3 separate regions of the Sus scrofa genome follow, and all the other regions are linked to region 2. The links are chromatin contacts, called in public HiChIP or PLAC-seq maps. All regions are on one chromosome and are shown on one strand. The core of a region is the stretch at or near the end of the contact, and the rest is flanking DNA. Distances in the headings are between cores, read along the strand shown. Region 1 holds the start of MAATS1 (cilia- and flagella-associated protein 91). Region 2 holds the start of HCLS1 (hematopoietic lineage cell-specific protein). Region 3 holds the start of POGLUT1 (protein O-glucosyltransferase 1).

Region 1 (3,777 bases), core at 971-3,470, 1.7 Mb before region 2:
TGGGGCTGAGACCACAGTCTCACCTGAGGTCCTTCTGGAGAAAACTATGCCTCTAAATTTCATTCAGGTTGTTGGCAGAATTCAGTTTCCTGGAGTTGTGGGACAGAAGGATTTCATTTCTTGCTTGCTGTGTATCAGAGGTCACCCTCATCTCTGAGGTTACCTGTAGTTCTTTACCTTGGGGTTCCCCAACAAGTTCATTTGCTTCCTTAAAGCCAGCAAGGGAAGGAGTGAGCAACTCCAGCAAGATGGCCACTACAGTCTATGTAAAGCAACCATGTGGTCATATGTCTATAATCACCTATAATCATATTTAACATCTTCTATTGGTTAGTGTCTTCCAATGTGTTTATCAAAGGGTTGTTGGCTTTGGCTGTTGGCTGGCTCTTGGCTTCTTTACATAATTTATCCTATAGAGCGAGGAAGTCTTTCTGAGGAAGGAACATCTTAGCTGAAACCTCAAATGAGGAGTGAGTCTGCAGGGATAAGATGAGGGGCAGGGGTGTTCTGGGAAGAAGGAACAGACAGTGGGAAATGTAGTCATACCCTAAGACAGAAAAACATTATCATGTCGTTATAACACGGTATTTTATTTTTTTTCTTTTTATGGCCGCACCTGTGGCATATGGCAGTTCCTGAGCCAGAGATCAAATTGGAGCTGCAGCTGGGGCCAACACCACAGCCAAAGCAATGCCAGATCCGAGCTGCATCTGCAATCTACACTATAGCTTGTGGCAACGCCAGATCCTTAACCCCCTGAGCCACGCCCGGGATTGAACCTATGTCCTCGTGCATACTAGTCAGGTTCTTAACCTGCTGAGCAACAACTGGGAATGCCCAGAAAGTTCTTTTTATAGAAGAATCCCAGGTAAGAAGGAAATTGTTGAAGATATTAGAAATTCACTGTTCTAGATGAAAATCCTGAGATACCAAAATAAAGTGTAAAGAATTTTTTAGATCTTTTGATCAGAAAAAAAAATCTTGGACTCAATCAGGGAAATTTGAATATATACTAAATTTTAAATATAAAGGAATTATTAATTTTGTTAGATTTGATAATGGCAATTATGTTAAAAATCTGTATCAGTTTGAGATGCAGATTAAGGGTAAAATAATGTCTGGGATTTGAAAATGCTCAAGCAAAAGGAGATAGTAGACAGGTGAAACTGGACTGGCAAATTCTTGATAATTATTTACTCCGTGATGATTAGCGCCAGCTCATTACTAAAAGTGGATTCACTCTTGCCTATGTTAAGACATTTCCAGAGTCCTGTTGTGATGCAGCGAATCCGACTAGTAACCATGAGGTTGCTGTTTGATCCCTGGCCTCTCTCAGTGGGTTGAGGATCAGGTGTTGCTGTGAGCTGTGGTGTAGATAGCAGACCCTGCTTGGATCCTGCGTGGCTGTGGCATAGGCATAGGCGTGGCTGTAGCTCGGATTGGACCCCTAGCCTGGGAACCTCCATATGCCGCTGTTGCGGCCCTGAAACAAAAACAAAAACAGACATTTCCATAATAAGTAGTTTTAAAAAGCAAGTCAGTGCGGAATACACCACATCATCTTCGGCTGATTTAATTAGTGCCCAGGGCTCAGAAAGGGGTAGCAGAATGCAGATCAACAGTTACTAACTACCCACCCCACCCCAAATCCTGATTCCCAGGGCAAGGGTTCATAGAGTGTCAAAGTCCAACGTTTAGGAGCTTTCTCAGCTAGCAGAAAAAGCCCCGCGGAAAGGGGATGTCCGAAAGGAAAGCCCCCGACTATTTTTTTCTGAGATTTCCCAGGGATTTCCGAAAGAGGTCGCGGAGTGAAACCGGCAAATCACTGCTGGATTTGAGCAGTAGCCTTTTCCCCAGCCTGCGGGCCCCGCGCATTGATCCTGGATGTACAACTGAAAACTCAAGGCTTGGCCTCTGGAATGAAGCGGGCAGTGTAGCAGATCCTCCCCCGGCCTACTACTTTCCCCTTTTTCCTTCTGAGTGCTGTCCTTTCCTCCCAACCCCTTTCTCCACCCCTCCCGCTCCTTCCCTCTGCACACTTCCTGTCCTCCCGCCCCTGCGCCACGCCCCACGCCTTCCTGCAATCCCCCCGTCTTCCTCCCGGTCGCCAGCCCCGCGCCCCTCCCTTCACTAGCCCCGCCCAGGTTCTTCATCCAGCCCGCCTTTCCTGACCCTCGTCCCGCCCCGTCCTTGTCACTCGGCTCCTCCCCTCTCATGCTAGTTCCGCTCTTCCCTTCTCCGCTTGCGTGCTGTCCTCGCTCCGCCCTTCGTTTCCGCTCTTCCAGGGGGTTACCATAGCTACTGTCCACACAACAGCTAGGTCTCTCAAGTTGGTCCTGGCTGACTGCAGGGCAGAGCCGGCACCATGAGTCATGTTGTGACCATCACCGAGCCCCAGGCCAAACCTCAGATGTCTCAAACCCAGTGCAGAGGGAAGTCGGGGACCTGGGGCAACGTCTCCGCTAGTCGAACGTATGATTTCCTGTATGGTAAGGGCGGCTCCAGATCTCCCTCCTGAGTTGTAGACTCCTGGGACAGATGGGCTTTGAAGATGGTGGGACCTGGCCAGGAGGCTCAGCGGAGGAAAGACTGGCCTCAGGACAGATCCCTTGTCTTGTCTTGGATGGGCAGCTCCAAGCCCTCTGGGTGGTGCACTCTAGGGCATCTCTGAAGACTCAGGTGAGCTGCGTCTTGGAGCAGGGGTAGGGAACACCTGACTCTTCTTCACCCGCTTTTCTTGATAATTTGCACAGCCCAAAGCAATCTTTCTGAAACCCGTTACTGGAGTTTTGGTATCCCATACAGTACCCAATGATTTGCATACTTGGAAATGTTACTGAAGAAAGTTTGGGTGCTCCACTCACAGTGAGGTCAAACAAACCAAAAGAAAAAGGTTTACTGTAGGGCCAAGCAAGAGTGGCTTGGTTCAAACCCCCCCGAAATCCCTGATGGTTTTGGGGAAAAAGTTTTCAATAGCAATATTTAGGGTGAAGGCTGAAGGGTATGTGACTTTTTTTCCTGAGGTCACAGAGGGATGCTTCAGCCATCTTGTGTTGAAATTGCCATCTGGATCACCTGGGTGGGGGCCTTAGTTCTGCAGAAGAGCTCAAAGATAATGTTCTGTATATTTCTTGAGGAGGAACCAGGATCTTGCCCCAAGGCTGCAGTAGTGTTTCTTGACTTCTCCTGACTTGTCTCTGCATCCCCTCCTTTCTCATTATCCACTGTTTGAATCTGCTCTTTGAAACTCAGGTAAGGTCAAGGAGGCTATATGAAGCCTATTTCCTACAAACAAGAAGGAGGGGGGGGTTGGGGGCACACAAAGGATTTGTATCCATCAAGGAGCCCTATAGCATCCTGCTTGGTTTCAGAGACTGACTCAACACTCCCACATTCAAACTGCATAAAATGCCCTTCCAGTTCTCATTCTCTGGCCTCTTCCAAATTTGGCATCTAGGTAAGGAAGGGCCAGTTTATTTCATCTTTGTTTTTAGCTTTCTCTTTTCTTCAAGCTTATTCTTAACCATTAAAGTATTGTTTATAAACTATGTCCACTAGGTCCTTTGGGCCAGTAAAGCCCCAGTTTATTTATCTATTTATTTATTTTTGTCTTCTTGCCATTTCTTGGGCCGCTCCCACGGCATATGGAGGTTCCCAGGCTAGGGGTCTAATCCGAGCTGTAGCCATCAGCCTACGCCAGAGCCACAGCAACGTGGGATCCGAGCCACGTCTGCAACCTACACCACAGCTCACGGCAACGCCGGATCGTCAACCCAC
Region 2 (3,626 bases), core at 89-2,588:
AATGAGATGCAAAGAGGACACTGGGGAAGTACTGACCAAGTCAGCTGGACAGTGGGATGAGTCATTGCTGAGAGTAGCCCTGCCTTCCCCTGTGGGGTAACAACAATGGATGGGGACCATGAAGCTAACACCTCTAGTCCTGGCTTTTGGGCCACTCTGCCACAAAAGGACTTCACATAGAAAACTGGAAAATAGAAGTTTTTGAAGTATCCGTGGGCTGAGAAGCAGCATGGAGGACCAATGGTCCCGGCTTCTTTCCTGCTGTTCAGGCCTCAGCCTTACTCTCCCATAAGCCTCCCATCCTCATGTACTTTTGAAACAAAGGGCAGGCTTTCTGACACAGGCAATTTAGTATCCTTGAGCTACTGGTCAGAAATAAGGAAGCCCATACATGTTATCTAGAGGTGGAATCCAGAGTAACGTGGTGAGGCCTGGAGTCCAGGATGTCAAGGCTTCATCATGAGGCTGCCTCAGAAAAGTACACAGACTGGGAATCAGAAGAGACCAGGAAGTCAACATAGAGACCATATGTACTTATTTGCCAGGTACCAGCCTAAGCAAATGACAAATATCAATGAAAACAATTTGGTAAATCATTGAACATCCCTGATACTGTTTTTCCCAATGGAAAAGAAACAAAGAGGTTATCCTTGCGAATCCATCAAGTCCCCTCCATTCTGACACCCCGGGACTCTATGATCCAACATTCATAGAAACCTGCCCTCGTGGAACCACCATGCCTTCATTTTAGCACTTGGATCTCAGCACTGGTGTATATTAGCAACTACTACTTCCGGATCTGTTGCAGTGTCTCCCGTGGGTTTTGGCTCTGCTAGCTCACACACCCTCCGAGGGCACAGACTGTCTTCACCTCCCAACTCAGTACCTAGGAGCAAGGGGCCTTAGAGAGGGCCGTGAATTGTCAGCAGAAACCAGGGGTGGTCGAGGGCTGCTAAATCCTGTTCCCTGAGCTCCAGCCTCCTCCTTCTGCTTCTATCCCCAGATGCTCATTACCCACAACCACCCACACCCTGGACTTCTGGCCATAAAAGGTGAAAAGCCGACTAGCAGTGACTTGGCCTCTCAGCAAAGACTAAGAGCCAGGCAGGGTCCTCTCACTTCAACTCTTGTCCTGTGCCCCCCAACTTTCCCACTGCTCGGACAACTCACCTTCAACCGTGCAAGCGTTTGCTCTCAGCTCTCAGCTCTCAGCTCCTCACAGCGACACTCAGCTCCTCTCTAGCTGCTGCGACTTCAGAGCAAGAAATTCTGAGCTGCTGCTTCAGTTCCGTATTCAGGTTTTCTGTCATTTCCTGCCACCCTGTCCTCACAGCTACTTCCTGAAGTTTGAGTCAGTTCCTTCTGCTTAGGCACTTAAATAAAAAAGGATTAAATGCTTGGTGCTTGCTCTTTTGCAAGGCTTTGAGGGTCTCAGAGGTCATAAAAAAATGAACTCTCAGAGTTTATAATCTGGTCAGGGAAGCAAAACATTCAACCAGAAAATACATAAGACCATTGAAGAAAATTTGTTTCCAAAATAGGTGGGCAATTGCATCTGCTTATAGCAAAGAAATTTTGAGAATTTGGTATGGGCTAAAGACTTAATGGAAAAACTAATTTTTATGTGAATTTTCACATTTTCAAAAATCAATCTTAACATGGTAAGATTTCTTTTCCTTTTTTTTTTTTTTTTTTTTTTTTTTTTTTTTTGCCGTTCTCATAGCATATAGATGTTCCCAGGCCAGGGACTGAACCTGTGCCACAAGAGCATCCTGAGCTGCTGCAGCGACAACACCAGATCCTTAACATGCTGCGCCACAAGGGAACACCCTGAAGGGTAAGATTTAAGAAGAAACGCAATTTCTATATCACTCACATTACTTACAACTGGGGTTTGGAACTATGGAGAACAGTTTGGAGATTCCTTAAAAAAAACTAAATATAGAGTGTTCCTTCCTCTGCCATTTTTTGGAATAGTTTCAGGATAGGTGTTAACTCTTCTCTAAATTTTTGATAGAATTCGCCTGTGAAGCCATCTGGTCCTGGACTTTTGTTTGTTGGAAGTTCTTTAATCACAGCTTCAATTTCAGTACTTGTGATTGGTCCATGCATCTTTTCTATTTCTTCCTGGTTTATTCTTGGAAGATTGTACCTTTCTAAAAATTCGTCCATTTCTTCGAAGTTGTCCATTTTTATTAGCATATAGCTTCTTGTAGTAGTCTCTTATGATCCTTTGTATTTCTGTGATGTCTGCTGTAACTTCTTTTTCATTTCTAATTTAATTGATTTGAGTCCTCTCTCTTTTTTTACACTGTTGGTGGGAATGCACATTGGTGCAACTACTATGGAAAACAGTATGGAGGTCCTCAAAAAACTAAAAATAGAACTACCATATGATCCAGCAATCCCACTCCTAGGCATCTATCCAGAGAAAACCATCATTCAAAAAGATATATGCACCCAAATGTTCATTGAAGCACTGTTTATAATAGCTAAGACATGGAAGCAACCTAAATGTTCATCGACAGAGGAATGGATAAAGATGTGGTACATATACAATGGAATATTATTCAGCATAAAAAGAATGAAATAATGCCATTTGCAGCAACACGGATGGACCTAGAAACTCAAGGGAAGTTAGTCAGACAGTGAAGAACAAACATCACCTCACCTATATGTGGAATCTAAAAAAAGGATACAAATGAACTTATTTGCAGAACAGAAACAGACCCACAGACTTGAACAACTCATGGTTACCAAAGGAGACAGGTTGCGGGGGTGGGAGAAATGGACTGGAGGCTTAGGACTGGCATGTGCACACGGAAGTATACAGAATGACTGGCCAACAGGGATCTGCTGTATAGCACAGAGAACTCTACCTAGTATTCTGTGATAATCTATGTGGGAAAAGAATCTGAGAGAATGGATATGTGCATGACTGGGTCACTTTGTCATACAGTAGAAATTTTCACAAACTTGTAAATTAACTATACCTCAATAAAACTTAAAAAAACAAACACATGAATTAAAAAAAAAAACCCTAAATATATAACTACCATGTGATCCAGCAATCCCACTGCTGGGCATATATCTGGAGAAAACCATAATTTGAAAAGATACGTGCATTCCAATGTTCACTGCAGCACTATTTACATTAGCCAAGACATGGAAGCAACCTGCGTCCATCAAGAGAGGAATGGATAAAGAGGATGTGGTACATATATACAATAAAATATTACCGGCCACAAAAAAGATGAAATAATGCCATTTGCAACAACATGAATGGACCTAGAAATTAACATACTAAGCAAAGTCAGATAAAGACAAGTATCACATGAGATCACTACCATGTAGAAGCTAATAAAAAATGATACATAAAAACTTATTCACAAAAACAGAACAGACTCAAAGATTTCAAAACCAAACTTATGATTACCAAAGGGGAAATGTTACAGGGAGGGGTAAATTAGGAGGTTGGAATTGACATATACACACTACTATATAAAATAAATAACAAGGACCTACTGTAGAGCACAGGGGAATCTACTCAACATTCTGTAATAACATCTATGGGAAAAGAATCTGAAAAGGAATGGATATATGAATAACTGATTCACTTTGCTGTA
Region 3 (3,894 bases), core at 969-3,468, 1.9 Mb before region 2:
TTTCATTGTATTCACCTGTAGGCTTATGGTACATTTCTTTTCATATTTGCTCTGTTAATTCCTTGCTAGCTTGCTACATTGAAACTCTGTTGATTTTCTCTTGGTTCACCAGCATTCATCTTTCATTGAGCAATTATTTATTTAGTGCCTACTGTGTACCAGGCATTGTATTAATGAGTAAGACAGCAGATATGTCCCTGTCCTCCTGGGGTTTATATTCTAATGAAAGAAACATGTATTTAATATCAATGAAATAATTACAGGTTGTAAGTATTATGAAGGAGATAAAGGGATAAGGTGAAAAATAAAGGTGCTATTTTGAAGGGAATCTGTCTGAGGAAATGACATTCCAGAAAAAACCTGAATATGGGGAAGGAACCAGAAATGCCAAGATGGGAGAGAAAAGTAATCTTCATAGAAAACAAAACTTATGCAGAGATTCTAAGGTAGGCTAGAGCTTGGCATGTGTGAGAAACAATGCAAAGCTGTACAGTTAGATCACAGTATGAAATGAATTTGAAGAGACAAACAGAAGCTTGAACATGGAGGGTCTTTTAAACTATACTGTTTGCATTTTAAATTAGTGGCTGGCCTAGGACCTAGAAATCTGTGGGTTTCTTAAGTCCCAGAAGAATTCTAGCACCCATTCACATATAGGAACCACTGGAGTAAAACACCTCACCTCTTAAGGAAATGAAACAAGTATTGTTTAGATTCAGGTGCAGCTTATTCCTTCTGTGTATAGGGCTCACTTACCTCCCAATCTCTCACTGCAAAGATAAACATTGTAAATTTGCAGAAAACACTGATTTATTTTCATTTCAAAGACATTATAACACAAAATGATTTCTGTTTTGTTCTGATCACAGAAAGCAATAATTATGGAAATAAGCTATTTTATTGGGGTTTTTATAATTGTTCTCCAGTATATTCATTTTAAAGTAACTTTGAAAGTAAAGGTTATTGTGTTTAATCTATGTAGTACACAGTCTTATGTGCTTTTGATGAAACATTCATTTGAACTACTGTACACCTTCCTGGAAGTAGAAAAAATTGATTTAAGTTTCATTTGGATTCCTGAAGAAGCCTTTTAAGATGCAGTGTTAATGATTCATTTTCTTCTCTTGCTTACTCATGCAGAATGAGTTACATAGCCCATTCCTAGCTAATCAACATTATTTTACCTTCCAACGTTCCTTAAGATGTATCCTAAATCCTCCACTACCATCAGCCTAGGTTCTACTCCCATGTGCAAATTATGGCTGCTCCCCTTTTTCAGCATCTCCAGCATTCTCCTTTTCTTCAGCCTGGAATGCACCCTTCCTGCCCCCTTTCTTCAGTATTCCAGTTCAAATTGATCTTTCCGTCTGCTGAAACCAGTAGCATTTAGATACTGCCTTAAGTTGTAAATTATCTCTGGGGAAGTCATATTTTTCTTCTGGCTAGTTCTAAACTTCGGGGCACAGATCTCATCTTGTACTTCCACGTTTTTCCACAGAGCCTAGAGTGTCACTATGCACATTTTACACAATGGATACATACTTCTATTTGTATGATCACTGTATATATATATATATCTACGCTTTTCTTTATATACCATATAGAGCTATATACATACACTGTATGGTATGTTGCCCATTGTTTTGTTTTGTTTTTCCAAGTCACCCAAACACTTATAAATAGTTATTACAAAGAGATGTGTGCTATATATTGTCTGCAACCTTTTGGGCTCTAACAGTGCTGTAGACATTCAGGGGTTCAACAAATCTATACTATTTAATAAGAACCAGTTTGAGGTTGTGGAAGGAACTTCTAGCCTAAATTTTGCCACTTAAAGGCGGATCTGTGGGCGGAAAATGGTATCCTCTCTGACCTTCAGTTTTGGGGCTGTGAGACTGTGTTCAAGATGTTATAAAATGTAACGAACAAATATTAGACATTTTACCGGGGAGGAGGGGCGTACCATTTATTCATTCGCTCCTAGGATCCGATTTTATCTGAGGGCGAGCGAGCTGGGGCGGAGGGTCGGGGAGAGGATTTCACTCTATTCGCAAAGATGCAGCTCTGAACATATAAAGCTCGGCTTTCAACAGACGAGTAGAAAAATCGCGTCCCGCCGCACCGCACTAGGCGTTGGTTAACTCCCCGGGGAGGGCCCAGCTTCCCCGCTCCGCCTTCGCAGGGAACCGGTACCCGGAGGCTGAGCAGCGAGCAGCAGCCTCTGCGTTGGGCGGCTCTCCACCCACGTGGTGCGGCTCCACGGCCATCTTTGTGCGGGGCTGCGCTTCCGCCGGCGCAGCGGCGGGGCCTCCGCAGTGGGTCGGCTGGCGATGGAGCGGTGGGCGCTCTCACATCTTCGGTTGTGGCTGCTGTTGCTCCTCCTGCTCCCGGTGCCGGGCCGCCAAAAGGAGTCAGGTGCGCTCTGGGCGGCGCCGAGCCCGCCGCTGGGGCTCAGGGTCTGGCCCGGTGCCAAGCGCTCTCCCGCTCCCCTCGCTCCCGGTGCGGCTGGCGCCCGGCTTCTGCTGTGGTCGCGGTGGCGCAGAGCTGGGCAGGGAGCACCCGGGCGCCTCAGAGCGGAGAGAGATTGCGTCTGGGTGTCTAGCGCGGCTTCTGCCCAGGACCCTGGAGAGTAACCCATCCTCTGGAATTCGGAGTGATAGTTGGGAGGAGAGGGTATGCCCCTGTTCCTCCACAGCGAGTGTGTCCCACGCTGGGCTACCTTGTAGCTCCCTAACACACGTTGGGGGATAACTTGTGTGTGTGTGTTCGAAGGGAGGGTTAATGCCTGCGGCTTTTAATCAACCCCCTTTATGAGGCTCAGTTTGATTAGTAAAAGGTGAGAATCCATGTCACCAGCTTATCCATAACCTAGGTGCCAAGAATTAAGCTTGGAAATTTTCCCATTTCTTGTATACCTGGCAGCCTGAGTAGAGGAGCAGACCTGACCTGAGTGCTGGAGAGCTATAGAATGAATCCTTCCTGGAGGTTCATTTCACCAGTGGGATGGAAAAGGGGTGTCTACAAGTTTGGGCCTTCTTTTGGTTCTGCCTGTGTGCCGCAAGTGAATAAGAATGCTCAGGGATGTTTTGTTAACCTTCATTTACTTCACTTTTTGAAGGTTCGAAATGGAAAGTACTTATTGACCAAATTAACAGAGCTTTGGAAAATTATGAACCATGTTCAAGTCAAAACTGCAGCTGCTACCATGGGTGAGTTCTTTTCTTTGATGTGTTTTAGAGTATTTAGATCTTGTCAGGAGGAAATGCCCTAAGATCCCAGAAAGACCTTAGTTGCTGTCAGAGAGCCAAGCATGCTTTGAGAGCAGACAGATGTTTTGAGGGTCCCTGAGGTGGTTTTCACATTTCTAGGGAATAAAAATGCCCTGGGATGGGAAAGGCCAAAGTGGTCTTAGCATTGCTTGTTAACTTCCTGTAGGAGTTAGCACATGTATTTGTCTGCCTTCCCCACTGAACCAAAAGCTTCTTGAGGTCAAGGCCTCTGTCTTATATTCACTGCTGTATTCCTGGTGCTGGCTCTCAGTAAGTACTTAACTAAATATTGTTGAAGGAATGAATGTATATTTGAATGAATCAAATCGTATGTTTCCTGTTGGCTGTATATTTTTTCATATATATACATGGTATAAAATTTATAAAGTTCAAAAGGGCATTTACAAAAGTGAAAAGTAAGTTTTCTCCAACTCCTGGCTCACGCTATTTACTTGCCCTGGAGGTAACCATTGTTACTAGTTTTTTTAATATTCCCTCCAGAAATCAAAATGTACCTTAAAATTAGGAGTGCCCGTCGTGGCACAGTGGTTAACGAATCCGACTAGGAACCATGAGGTTGAGGGTTCGGTCCCTGCCCTTGCTCAGTGGGTTAACAACGATCCGG

What was found. HiChIP or PLAC-seq counts read pairs in DNA pulled down with a chosen protein or histone mark.
Region 1: a contact with region 2 is called in an H3K27ac HiChIP or PLAC-seq map of alveolar macrophages. The contact joins the promoter of MAATS1 here to the promoter of HCLS1 in region 2. A contact is called at or near these places in 2 of 2 datasets of contacts at active chromatin or transcription factors (alveolar macrophages and skeletal muscle).
Region 3: a contact with region 2 is called in an H3K27ac HiChIP or PLAC-seq map of alveolar macrophages. The contact joins the promoter of POGLUT1 here to the promoter of HCLS1 in region 2. A contact is called at or near these places in 2 of 2 datasets of contacts at active chromatin or transcription factors (alveolar macrophages and skeletal muscle).

What each region holds. Positions count from the first base shown.
Region 1 is chr13:140,565,419-140,569,195 of Sscrofa11.1, reverse strand. It overlaps MAATS1 (cilia- and flagella-associated protein 91), which reads left to right and starts at 2,220. Exons shown (of 18, transcript XM_003132654.4): 1 at 2,220-2,489. The coding sequence starts at 2,366.
Region 2 is chr13:138,850,099-138,853,724 of Sscrofa11.1, reverse strand. It overlaps HCLS1 (hematopoietic lineage cell-specific protein), which reads right to left and starts at 1,338. Exons shown (of 14, transcript XM_013980963.2): 1 at 1,171-1,338.
Region 3 is chr13:140,791,969-140,795,862 of Sscrofa11.1, reverse strand. It overlaps POGLUT1 (protein O-glucosyltransferase 1), which reads left to right and starts at 2,218. Exons shown (of 11, transcript XM_021070325.1): 1 at 2,218-2,415; 2 at 3,119-3,209. The coding sequence starts at 2,331.